Regions from separate parts of the Mus musculus genome. Here region 1 is linked to region 2. The links are chromatin contacts, called in public Hi-C maps. All regions are on one chromosome and are shown on one strand. Each heading gives the region's core, a stretch centred on a gene start, on an enhancer-like site or on the middle of the called end of the contact. The rest is flanking DNA. Distances are from core to core; before and after follow the strand shown. Region 1 overlaps St6galnac5 (ST6 (alpha-N-acetyl-neuraminyl-2,3-beta-galactosyl-1,3)-N-acetylgalactosaminide alpha-2,6-sialyltransferase 5). Region 2 overlaps Pigk (phosphatidylinositol glycan anchor biosynthesis, class K).

Region 1 (6,068 bases), core at 278-2,777, 190 kb before region 2:
TCTCGCGCAGGAACCATTTCCCCAGAGGAGGAAATGTAGTGGGACTGTCTTTTATGGAGCGAAGTCAGAATTTGAATTAAGAAAGGCAGCTTAAATAATAGCTGAACTTCTGAACTTCCTGATCAGATAATTATTCTTGAAAGCCTGTCTAAGAGGGGAGAAGAGAATGAATGGCAATCAGTGTCAAGTTTTAGAGGAAAACCTGCGTTAAGTAGAGAGCTGTCCCACCAGGTTGGGATCGTTTTTTGTGTGGGTCTGAGAAGACTCACATGGTGGTACTTCTGATTGGCAGCTGGAGCCAAGAATATCTTTCAAAGATAGAAACTGTGTTGGGAAACTGGGTGTGTCTCATCCGATATCTTTCTTTAGATGCATATCCGGTTAATGAAAGGAATTTGTCGTTTTCTTGACCATGGGCCTCTCTCCTGAGCTACAGATCCATATGTCAAGTATTTACTAGAGAAGTCTCTTTGAATGCCCCTCAGGTACGAGTGAAACTCGGCCTTCTCTGGAACCCGAGCTGAGGCTTTATCATGGTTTCCTGTATGTATTTTCCTATAGCCAAGACGACTAGTGTTGCCCACGTGACAATCCTAGAACCACCTGGGAGGTGGGCTTCTGGGTGTGTCTGTGGGGGACTGTCTCCATTATGTTAACTTACGCGAGTTGACCCACATTCATTATAGGTGAGACCAGTTCTTGGGCAAGAAATCCTGGACTGTATAAGGTGGAGAATGTGGGCCTGGAGAGAGGAGGCGGCCCAGCTGTTAACAATTCTTCTTGTTCTTCCAGCTAACCCGAGTTGGGTTCCTAGAACCTGGGTTGGGTTACTCCAACCTCAGGGGATCCATTGCCCTCTTCTGGCTGCGACAGGCAACTGCACATACATAGTACGCACATAGATGGACGCATACATAAAAATGAATATTTGGAATGGAGAAAGCAAGCTGGGTACAGTTCATCCTCTCCGTTTCCAGACTATGGATGTGCTAGGATGTGATTGGCTGTTTCAGGTTCCTGCTGGCTTGACTTCCCCGCCATGGTATCTTGAACTGTGAGCGAAAACAAACCCTTCTCTCTTAGGTTGCTTTTCTCAGGGTAACTTATCATAGCAACAGGAGAAAAATAAAGATAATTACTATGTCAGCCTCCAAAATCATCTGGTATCTCTCCCTGGCTACCCTGTATGTTCGTTAGGCTTTGTCAACTTGACACACAAGGCAGAGTCATTTGGGAAAGGCTCTCAGTTACGGGAATGCATTTTCTTCATTAGTGAATGTGAGAGGGTCCAGTCCATGGTGCATGGTGCTCCACTTGGTCCTGGATGGTATTAGAAATCAAACTGAGCGAGCCAGCCAGTGAGCAGCACCTTTATACAGGCTCCAGTTTAAGGTCTGCTTCCGGGTTCCTGCACTGATGTCCTACCTTGGCTTCTCTAAGTGATGATCTGAAGTTTTAATAAGCCCTTTCTTCCTCAAGCTGCTTTTGGCTGTGGTCTTATCACAGCAGTCACAAAGTAGCTAACACACCCTACGCTTCCTGTCTGTGTGGAAGCCTCCTAGTAAGAGAGACATGAGCGGTCTCAACAGATTAAATGGAAGAGCTTGAGTTAGCTTTCTATTCTGCTTTAGTTGGTATCTCTCACGTATAACCCTGTTCACTTCAGGTTTACTTCCAGAATCACCCAAGCGCTGTGTATGTGTTCTGTCTTTGTGTGGATTATCAGCCACTAGTTGACTTGAATTTAGCCCTCTGCCAGCATTTCTGTTAGTTCCTTATGAGATGTTTCTGTCATGTTAGCCCAACTTCAGGACACCTGGATGGCTCTGTTTCTTTCCGTGCACACAGTAACCCTTTATCAACTCTTTAATCATAGCGGGTTTTATCTCTGCACTTAGTATTACTTGCCACTCGCCATTTCCTTTTAGAAATGCTTCCACACCTGCTAAATTTCTCTCAGGTTCTTATTTTTGGCCTGTTGTCTACCTTGGCTTGTTTGCTCTCGTGTCTCACTTGAGTGGAAAAACATGCATGTTTGTCTTGCTGGCAGAGGCCTGAGTGGTATCAAATCATAGGGACTTCACCCAGAAGATAGCACGTAATTTTATTTAACTGAGTCCTATTAGGGCTGCATATGCATAGGAACTTAGTGTCACTCACTGGAATATAGGGATATACCAGTGGCCACACTCCTAGAGAAAGGACTCTGTCTCTCAGCAGCCATCAGTCCTACAGCTACGGGGCAAGGCTTCAGAAGCCCCACCCCAGTCCATGCTGGCGCTTTTAACTGGCCTGATCTTGACAGATCGATCGTGTGTAGGTTACCACAGCTGCTGTGTGTTCATGTATATAACGCCATGTTATGTCACGAGGATGGCATTCACTGCACTCGTCTCCACCGTCCAGCTTTTACATTCTTCAACTCTCTTCTCCAATCTTCTACAAGCTTTATGGGGCCATGGCCATAGGGGGCGTAGTCAGTGTCAGTGGAGGCATAGTCAACGGAGCATGGCCGGTGGGGGTGTGGACAGTGGGGCAGGCCCTGTAGGTCGGTGGACAGTGTATTGTAGTTAGTGTGGGTATGGTCAGTGGGGGATGGACGATGGGGCGTGGTCAGTGGGCGTGGCCAGTGAGGAGGTATTGAAGTTCCCTCTGTGGCTGAGCTCTTGCTGCCATTATTTTTCTCAGCACTTGGAACACTACTGTGTCTCTGTGTGATCACTGCCCAATACAAAAAGAAGCTTCTCTGACCAAGGTTTGGAACAGCCCAGATCTACAGATGTTCACATAAATATCTGGAAGGCAGTTTGACGATAGATGTCAATCAGTTCTGATTACTTCTCAAAGGCCTCACTTCTTACCGTCATAATTTGATGGCGTTTCTATCTCAAAGTGGAGACTGAATTTCAACAGGAGCTTGTTAGAAACCACCGCTGAGTGGGTAGTTTATAAACAACAGAAATGTACCTTTTCTCAGGTATAAATCGCAAGAAGTCCAAGGTCAAGGCCCCTACCTGCACATGTGATGTGTGGCAAGGAGCCTCTTCCTGGGAGACGATTTTCCTGGCACTGTTTTATTTCATGGCAGAAAGGTGAGGCTCTTTCTTGAAGGCATCAGTCCTGTCGCATGCTCCACAGGCCCCGCCTCCTAACTCCTGAGATTGGTGATAAGGTCTGACCACACCCTAAAGGGTGGGTCTAGGCCATAGCCCGCATTTTCCTCTCTAGCACCGGACACTAGGCTCTTGCCTTTCCTCTTCACTTGATCCTCTACAACATCTCCTTAGGTCTTCCTTTCTCTAGGCCATTGTGCTTGGAGCTGTCGTGTGTGTGTGTGTGTGTGTGTGTGTGTGTGTGTGTGTGTGTAACACCTTGCCTTCCTTTCACAATACAGCACATGCTCCGCTGGGTTATTTGGAGGAGTATGCACTTGCACAAAGGCAGGCACTTCCTGGTTACTCATTCTCACGCTCTCGCAGCCTTGCATAGTGACTGACCCAGGGACGATGCTTAATGACCATCTGCTGTAATAAATACATTTTACCACTAATCATCTAATCAGTGTACGTTTGGTTTCACGCGTGCATCACTGCCCTGAAAACCTGAAAGCATATGTATGTGATTATGTGTTAGTCTGAACAATCAAGGAATCTGATTCACCCTGCCTTTGGAGTATCACTTCCCAGTGTTTTTTAAAACTCTGTTTCCAGGGTATAAAATACATAGAGCATCTTTGGGACCACCCTAAGAGGGCTCTGGTGCTGCCCTGGTCTCATGGTAAAAACCTTCAGGCATCTCAGAACTTTCTGTTCAGATCGTGGCTGTCTGTGTCTCTGTTACTTATAAGACATCTCTGCTGCCGCCATGCTGCATCCATCTTTGCACCTCTGGAGCTGCATGACCTTGTACCTCCACAGCCTCATAACCTGTGCACTGCTTGAAGTCACAAAACTGTTGACTGGTTCACATTTTGACTCAAGTACTTTGTAACCTCTGGCATATCTCTCCATAAGGAGTCAGTTTCCATATCTGTAAAGTGGGTGTTATGTTGATGGGAAGCCCCAGCACACGGGCTTACCATGTAACACTGCATATATAGTAAATAAGAAACTCAGCTCAGTGCTTAGAAAAGGCAGGGACTATGAAAAAGGACAGTGTGGAGATGAATCTAAGTTGCTTTGTGAAGAATTCTAGCCTGTCAGGGTGTTAATTTTTCATTGTCATGGTCTGCCAAGATGTAGCCACGGATTCAATAAAATAACTGCACAAGAAACCAAAGAGACAAGCTCCCCAATTTTTATATTAATGACATTTGTCTGAAATATAAAGCAAAGTGAGAAATTGGGATGTAAATAAAACACGCGACAATTTATAGATGACTCCAATGTGTGAGCCACGTCATTTGTCTTACGGCTGTGATTTTCCTAAGAAGAAAATTATTAGACAAAGATTCTCAGGCTATATATCCTTGAACATGATATGCACTTGGAGACGGTGCTGATAGGGAAAAAGACAAGAAAATCACAGTGGAGCCAGCTCATCCTACTTAAAATTCCATAGAGTTGTCTGTGCTTTATGACTGTAGTAATTATCCTTCCTCTTGTCTTTGAAGTAACAATAAGAAATAAGCGAGGAGAAGGGTTCTCTTGTCATAATATGTTTTGGAAAGTCACGGTGTTAACCATTCACACGGTAATGAAAATACTTTATCCTTAGATGGGTCTGTCCTGCCGTAGCACGCCTATCAGTGTGCTCAGTCAACGACTTCTCACTGGGATGCTTGCTGGTTTACAGTTGGGTTCATCTTCAAACACTTTCCTTTTGTGTATTGGTTTGTCTGCTGGTTTTCTTATAATTTAGTGTTATTTTAGGGGCACTTTGTAATTTTTTTCAATTGTTGCCTATTCCTCTGTAATTATCATAATTGCATCTTATTATATAATTTGTGCAAATGTATGCAATCATGGAATTAGAACATGCAGGCAGCGATACGCACTGTCACAATTGCTGTGGTTAAAGGTACATGATTTTTTTTGATCTTTGAGAAAAAATACAAGCCACATAAATATAGTAATCCCAGAGGGTAGCATGCTAGCTGTCGGCATTGATTGCCCAAAGAAATCAACCTAACACTTCCCCGGAGACAAAGATAAGGGGATTTTACTTTTTTCTAGTCTAAATCATCAGTTTGGTAATTGGTGAAACACTTATATGATTTTTTTATCAACTTAAACGTAAAAGCTTTCACTATGCAAGTATGAGGACCTGAGGTCTACCTCCAGAACCTGTGTAAAGATGTCTGAGGCAGTAACAGGCTCTTGTGAGCCAGACTGGGGCTGCAGAGACAGGAGGAGCCCTGTGGCTTGGGATAGCCGTTTTAGCATGATTGGCAAGTTCCAAGCCAATGAAAGTTCCTATGTCAAAAAATAACATGGATGTCACAAGAGGGGCGACAGTTGAAGTTATCTCTTAACTACAGGCGCACACATATGCACCAAGAAAACAAACTCATTAAATCCCAATGACTACATTATCCCAGTTACACTTTTACTAGAGGATGTATCAGTGTGAGTTTGAAGGCATGTTCACTAATACCCTGGGCTCTATGTATACTTCCATAAAGTTAGTAGTATATATGCTGGTGGGTAAACATTTAGACAGCGATGATTTATGAAATTTTCTTTTCGAAAGCCCGGTGTTTATAAACTTCTGCTTCTTAGGTCATGCATTAGGAAAACATTACCTGCCAATGAGTACACTCGCAGAAGAGAGCATCATTCAGGTCCAGCCCTGCTTTAGTTACTTCTACATTGCTGTGACTTGAGAGAGGTGGAGGGTCCGGTTCCCCAGTGACTGACCTACTTCTTCCAGCCAGGCTCCTTCTCCTAGAAGCTCCCCAAAATAGCTCCCACCACCTGGGTGCATTTAACCCTGGGAGCCCGTGGAAAGCGTTTCATATTCAAACTGCCACATTCACCCAGGAGACGTGTAGCGGATCAAAACTGGGCTCTAAGCAAGCTAAGCCCACCACAATCATCATAATAGGAAGCAGACAGGCGTGGCGCTGG
Region 2 (5,777 bases), core at 1,237-3,736:
GGGCTTCACTGTGACGCCTTCCCACCCACATCACCATTTTTGCTGCCCCCTTACTACCCTCAGGCATACCCGCTCCTTGCTGCCCCCTTACTACCCTCACGCACACCTGCTCCTTGCTGCCCCCTTACTACCCTCACCTTGCTGCCCCCTTACTACCCTCACCTTGCTGCCCCCTTACTACCCTCACGCACACCCGCTCCTTGTTGGCCCCTTTCTCCTATGCAGTCCTCGACTTCACTTTCAGTTTAGATATTCCATCACTCTCTCTTGTCATTCTCTGATCCCTGGAAATCAGAAATTAAAAAACACAAACCAACAAGTAGTCTGATAAAATGTATTTTTTAAAGTACTGACCATCTCAAAAATAAACTCTAGATATTAGTAAGATCTGACTGCATGCAGTAAAATGTTTTTACCCTTTTTCCTGTGAATTCCACAATGTGTCAACATTAGATTTCAAAACTTCAACTTCATCTTTTCCTGAAAATCATATGAAATAAGCTTAACTAAGACTCAAAACCTGCAGTGTGAGGATTATGAGGCCTCTCCCAAAAGGAGGCTGATATGCAAATCAGTGCCATTCTCTGCCCCAGATTAAAGAACACCCAGAGTTCTTGGTGGTGTGAGCATCTCTCTCACAGGAGCAACATAAAAGATAGTTAATTCAGTCTAGAAGAATGCCACAGATTCTAGCCACGATAGGTGGAGAGTGGGTGGGTCACTGCTATGAGTTGGGTTGGGAGGAGATATGGGGGAAGGGGTGGGAGGGGCCTACTGGCTCCTGGGTAGTTTCTGGAAACTCTCAAACTGTCAGAGGAAAAAAGCAGGCAAACACTCCAGCTACAGACAGGCAAGGACTTCCTGAATGGATTCCTGCTGCAGAATAAATAGGCCAGTGGGAGAGAAATGAAACCTCATGAAATTCAAAAACAAAAACAACAAAACCCTTCCGTTCAGCAAAAGAAAGAGTTGGGTGAAGAAAGAGCCTAGGAGACAGGAGATAATCTAACAGCGAATTAATATCCATGATATACAAAAGCTCAAGACGGCAGATGTCAGGAAGAACACAGAAGACAACTCAAGCAAAACTCAGCTAAGCACTGAACAGAGAGAAGCCCAAGTGACCAGCAACTATCATGAAGCACTCGGTGCCCTTAGTCATCACAGAGGCACCAGTTAAAACCACAATGAGATTCCATCTACATCAGGAAGAATGGCTAACAGCAAGACACGGATATTGGAATGGTGTTGGTGGGCATATAACCTTCTGCAGCTACAAGGAAAACCAACGTGGTGATTTCTAAGAAAGCAAATGCTACAGTTGCCATATGACCCACCCATCCCACTCCTGGGCACCCACCCGAAGAACTCTGCATCCTACCAAAGAGACCTGCACATCTGTGGTCACGGCCGCTCTAGTCACAGTAGCTAGGAAATACAGTCAGCCTAGACACTATTAACTCAAGTAACAACAAAAATGAGGTACACACACAATGGAATTCAAGTCATCCAATAACTTGAAACTATGAGATTTTCAAGAAATGGAAGAAACTGAAAAATATTCTATTACCTTAACTCTCTCATGTGTGTTCAGCTCTTTTATATATACACATCTATATCACAGGAGAAATATGATCTTTAAGTTGGGGGTGGGGAGACAGCAGAACCCGTGTGACATAGAAGGGACACGATGGTCTCACTCAGCGAGAGCAGATGGCAGACAGAATGTACAGTCTAGGATGTCAACCGAAAGAAATGATACATGGAAAGCTGACATTTTGGTAAGCTAATCAAAAAACAATTTTTAAAAATATTTTGAATGGGATATTCACCCTGTGGGGATGAATAAAGGTGTTTCCAGAGGTTACAGCCTATTAAACAAGAATCCCAGGACCAGGGCAAGGCACTTCTCAGGAGGTGACCATGGGTGCTCCCAAGAACCCCAAAACAACCCAGGCCACTGCCCTTAGTTTCCTACCATAACTAGTTGGTCAGACTGTGCTGCTCAAGATCACACAGGATTGACCCCAGACACAGAGAAAGCAAGCTGCAGCTGGGCTGGAACCTCCCCCCTGCTGGCTAGGCTGAAGCTGCCAGGGGGCGCCATGCAGCTCGCCCTCCGGGTACCAACACTGACGGCCAGGCAGCTTGAGAGCACTGGTACGGCGGGAAGCCTGCCCACCTCGGGGCTGGACTTGCCACAGGAAGGACCTCGCTTCGGACGCTCTCCGCTGGTCAAAAGCCTGTAGCTGGGAAGAGGGGCTGCAGGATGCAAGTCGCGCCTATCAAACGGCCTTCTCCAGAGCTCACATGCCCGCAGAGCTGCTCAGACAAGCTTCTTCCTCCAGTGGGCAGCAGTGACTGCAGACTCATAACTACTCAAAGTCGAGAGAATAAACTAAACGACAGTTTGAATACCTCGCCCGCTATACCTAGGACATATAGAACAGCCCCTCAAAGCTCGGGGGCACTGTGGAAGATGGAGCAGAGAGAACGGAAGAGTCAGCGGAAGTGAGATAGCTGTGGAAAGCTGACTTCCGGATACGACAGGACTTTGGCAATCGCAGACCCACAGCAGCCTTGACATCTGCACTGGACTGCAAGGCTGGGTCTGTCAGGACCCTTCCAGGGAAGAGCAAGGGATCCGTGGAGCCCCACCCTCTCCAGGACTCACAGGCAGTTAAAAGTTGATGGGGGAGGAGACAGAATTTCCACAGCCCTGTAGCTATAAGGTGTACATGCTCTGTAAACAGGCTTCCGCCCACGCTCCTGCAGACAGCCCTGAGGAGACTCACAGGGTCACCACAACTGATAGACAAAGGCAAGACAAGAAAGCATAGGGGAGCCAGCTGGGAAGAGGATTGGCAGAACTGGGGTGAATATGACCGACATACACCATGCACATGCATAAACCGACATAATGAAATCCATTGCTGTGGACAACTAATACATAATAATTAATTAAATTATATACTAATTAAATATATATACTAATTAAAACACTTAGTCCCAACACTTGGGAGGTAATATCAGGTGGACCAAGGTTCAAGACCAATCTCAGGGACACAGGAGTTTATGGGCAGCCTCTAATACATGAGAGCCAGTTCAACAGAAAAAGCTTTTAAAAGAAAAAACTTGTGAAAAAAAATGAGCAATTTTCTAATTTTTAAATTTTTCTTGTTGAACCATTTGAAAGTTGAGACACCATCAGTTATTATGTATTTCAGCATGCCTTCACAATGTCAACAATGTTTCAAAGACAGTGTGTAATTCACACTGAGTCTCATGTAGCTCACCAGTCTCACAGTGGTTAAATCAACCGCTCATAACTTTCCTGGAAATACTGGTTCTCTTCCACAGGTTGCACACTGTTTCCAGGAACCTGGCTCGATGTTCTTTCCAGTTAGGTGACTTCCATCCTAACGCACTGTTACCCTTGTACTCCTGCATCTTCGTTTCTCACTCGGAGGCTCGGGAGGCCTCTTCCTCCCTGCTTCTGCTGAGGTGACGCCCTAGCATACTTGGAGGATTGGCAGGGTAGACAGTCCCTCTCAGGTACCCACGACATAAGACCTTTCAATGCACACATTCTGCTTGAGCTCTGAAAAGGTTTCCAGTACAGTTTTTAACGCTATTTCTATTTCTATTCCATTTGATTTTCTAGTTTAAGCATTAAGCAAATATAATGGACCCCCCCCCCAGACTCTCTCTCTCTCTCTGATTTTTCCTGTTTTCTTCCTCACATTTCAGTGTTATTTTCCTGGCTCTTATTTCTAGTCTTTATTCCTTTCACTGAACTTGTGGTAACACACTCCTCCCCTGGGTGTCTTGTAATTTAGTTTTCACTTCCAAGGTGATTTTCTCTATTTTGCCTTTGTCTTTCCAGAGTCCAGTTGGGTTCTTCCAGACATTTCTGTTGTTTGTCTCTTTCAGTCATGACTCTCTCAGTGAGTTCATTCATTACACAGACACTTGTGTAATACCGTGTTCACACTCCAGGGCTCCAGCTGGCCTTCCTCTGTGTTTTCTTTTATATCCCAGCCCTCTGTGTGTGTTTATGCATGTGCAGGCGCTTGTATACGATATGAGTGCGCATGTCTGAAAACCTCATTCCTCAGCCCCGTCAACGTGGTTTTAGAGACAGCCTGTCTGTCCCTGGCGTGGGCCTTGCTGGTGACCGTGCTGACTGTCCAGTGAACCCCAGAGGGCCACCTATGTCTGCCTCCCCAATACTGGGATTGCAATCACATGCCCCCACCCAGCCTTCTTATGAAGGCCCTGGGGTTGAACTCAGGTCCTTAAACTTCTCCTCAACCCTTCTTTCTGTTTTTGCTTTTCTCCACTGAAAGTGCCTACACATAACAAAATGTATATAAGTTATATATACTTTAATAAGGTTTTATCTTAATTTTCTATTTTATTCTGGTATTAACTTTGTACATTTGCTGAATTCTTTCTCTCTTGAAGATTATTTATGTTGGCTTTCCTGGGATTAGTAATGGCCATTAATCTGGAGTTGGATCAAGGAGATGAGCTAATTTACAAGGGAGAGTTTTCAGTTCAAGAGCGCCCTCTTCTGTAGCTGAAACGAACTGCAGCTTACTTAATAAAGTAGCCGATGTACCGGGGTGGGATTTTTAAATACTCCCTTGCTTTCATAAAGCCCTTCCTTACTCTTTTTGTCCACATCTAACACTTCTGGGCACCGTGTCCCCACCCTCCTCTTCACAACGTCCTCTGTTCTCATAGAATTGTCGCTTTCCTAATCATGGTGCATAAGGTCACCAAGCTCTCTACTCAGCATTTGTAATTCTGAGAAAACTACAGGTGCTCATTCCAACTTACGCATGGCTGGAACCCCAAACACCTCCTTCTTTCCTCTTATGAATAATGTGTGTTCTCCTTCTTAAGGTCATTCTTTTACTTAAGATTTTGAGAGCTCTAAGACACTCACTGGCTCCAGAGGTTATCTCTCCATTTTCTCTTTCCAAGACTGGGCTAAGAAGCTCTACTGACAGCATTTCATGAAGGAACAATTTCTGCACAGGAGGCTGTGCCGTTTTTCCTTGTGTCACTGTGTCTCAGACAATGGCATTTCACAGATACAAGCCGAGTCTCTTCACTGTGGAAGGGTTCTGAATCCAACACAGCAAAGCTACAATCTGTGCTGAAAGTGATTAAAATACTGCCCAACCCCTCTGTGAAGTTGAAAAAGACAGAGCAGGCTCAAGAGAAGCTCACAAAATCAGTTTACAATCCTCCTTTTGTGTCCTTGTTTCTCTATCTTAGATGCCCAGTGGCCTCAGAAACTCTTTACTCTGCTACTGAAGCACTCTTAGAACAAGTCTCTAAAATTATTTACAGTGCCCATACATAAAGCCATCTCTGACTCAAGAGTGTTTCCTCCCACAATGCCATGCTGAAATCAGATTATTCATGTATAAACTGACAGAGCTTATTGGGGCCTAAAGGCCAAAGCATTCTTCTAAGAATTGAAAACAACTGTAAGAACAGAGGTTGTTCTATGGTTGATACTAACAATAAAATCAATAAATAATTCAAAACACATTATCTAAAGTAATCCAAGGACATTAGGAAGAAATTCCAGAAACAGGTCCAAACCCACAATTTGATATAACCCTTTGAACGAGACAGCTTGAAACAATTACTTGAAACTAAAATATATACCAAAGAAGGCAAATTAGCTTATTTATATATAGTAAATTAAATTATATATAATATATTTTGAAGGCACAGAAAAGCTCCCATCCCTTAGC

Evidence for each region. Hi-C and Micro-C count contacts between places; a contact is called where the count stands out from the background.
Region 1: a contact with region 2 is called in a Hi-C map of Th1 cells, with 3 times the contacts expected there. The contact joins two enhancer-like sites. A contact is called at or near these places in 1 of 39 promoter capture datasets (epiblast stem cells), 1 of 15 datasets of contacts at CTCF or cohesin (pro-B cells), 12 of 484 Hi-C or Micro-C datasets (the AtT-20 cell line, Th1 cells, cerebellum and 7 more), 4 of 115 datasets of contacts at active chromatin or transcription factors (double positive thymocytes, effector CD8 T cells, large pre-B cells and 1 more) and 2 of 9 other capture datasets (embryonic stem cells and liver).

Annotation. Positions count from the first base shown.
Region 1 is chr3:152,945,905-152,951,972 of GRCm38.p6, reverse strand. All of the region lies in intron 2 of St6galnac5 (ST6 (alpha-N-acetyl-neuraminyl-2,3-beta-galactosyl-1,3)-N-acetylgalactosaminide alpha-2,6-sialyltransferase 5), which reads left to right. All of the region lies in intron 2 of Gm46830 (a long non-coding RNA gene), which reads right to left. Among named protein-coding and RNA genes, the nearest start is that of St6galnac5, 33 kb to the left of the region's middle. Within about 2 kb of position 1,527, at least 33 of the 459 cell types and tissues checked have an H3K27ac peak or open chromatin away from gene starts, as enhancers often do. A contact at or near this core is called in Th1 cells, double positive thymocytes, effector CD8 T cells and 2 more, where this site is marked.
Region 2 is chr3:152,760,115-152,765,891 of GRCm38.p6, reverse strand. All of the region lies in intron 9 of Pigk (phosphatidylinositol glycan anchor biosynthesis, class K), which reads right to left. Among named protein-coding and RNA genes, the nearest start is that of Gm40181, 6.9 kb to the right of the region's middle. Within about 2 kb of position 2,486, at least 136 of the 459 cell types and tissues checked have an H3K27ac peak or open chromatin away from gene starts, as enhancers often do. A contact at or near this core is called in Th1 cells, double positive thymocytes, effector CD8 T cells and 2 more, where this site is marked.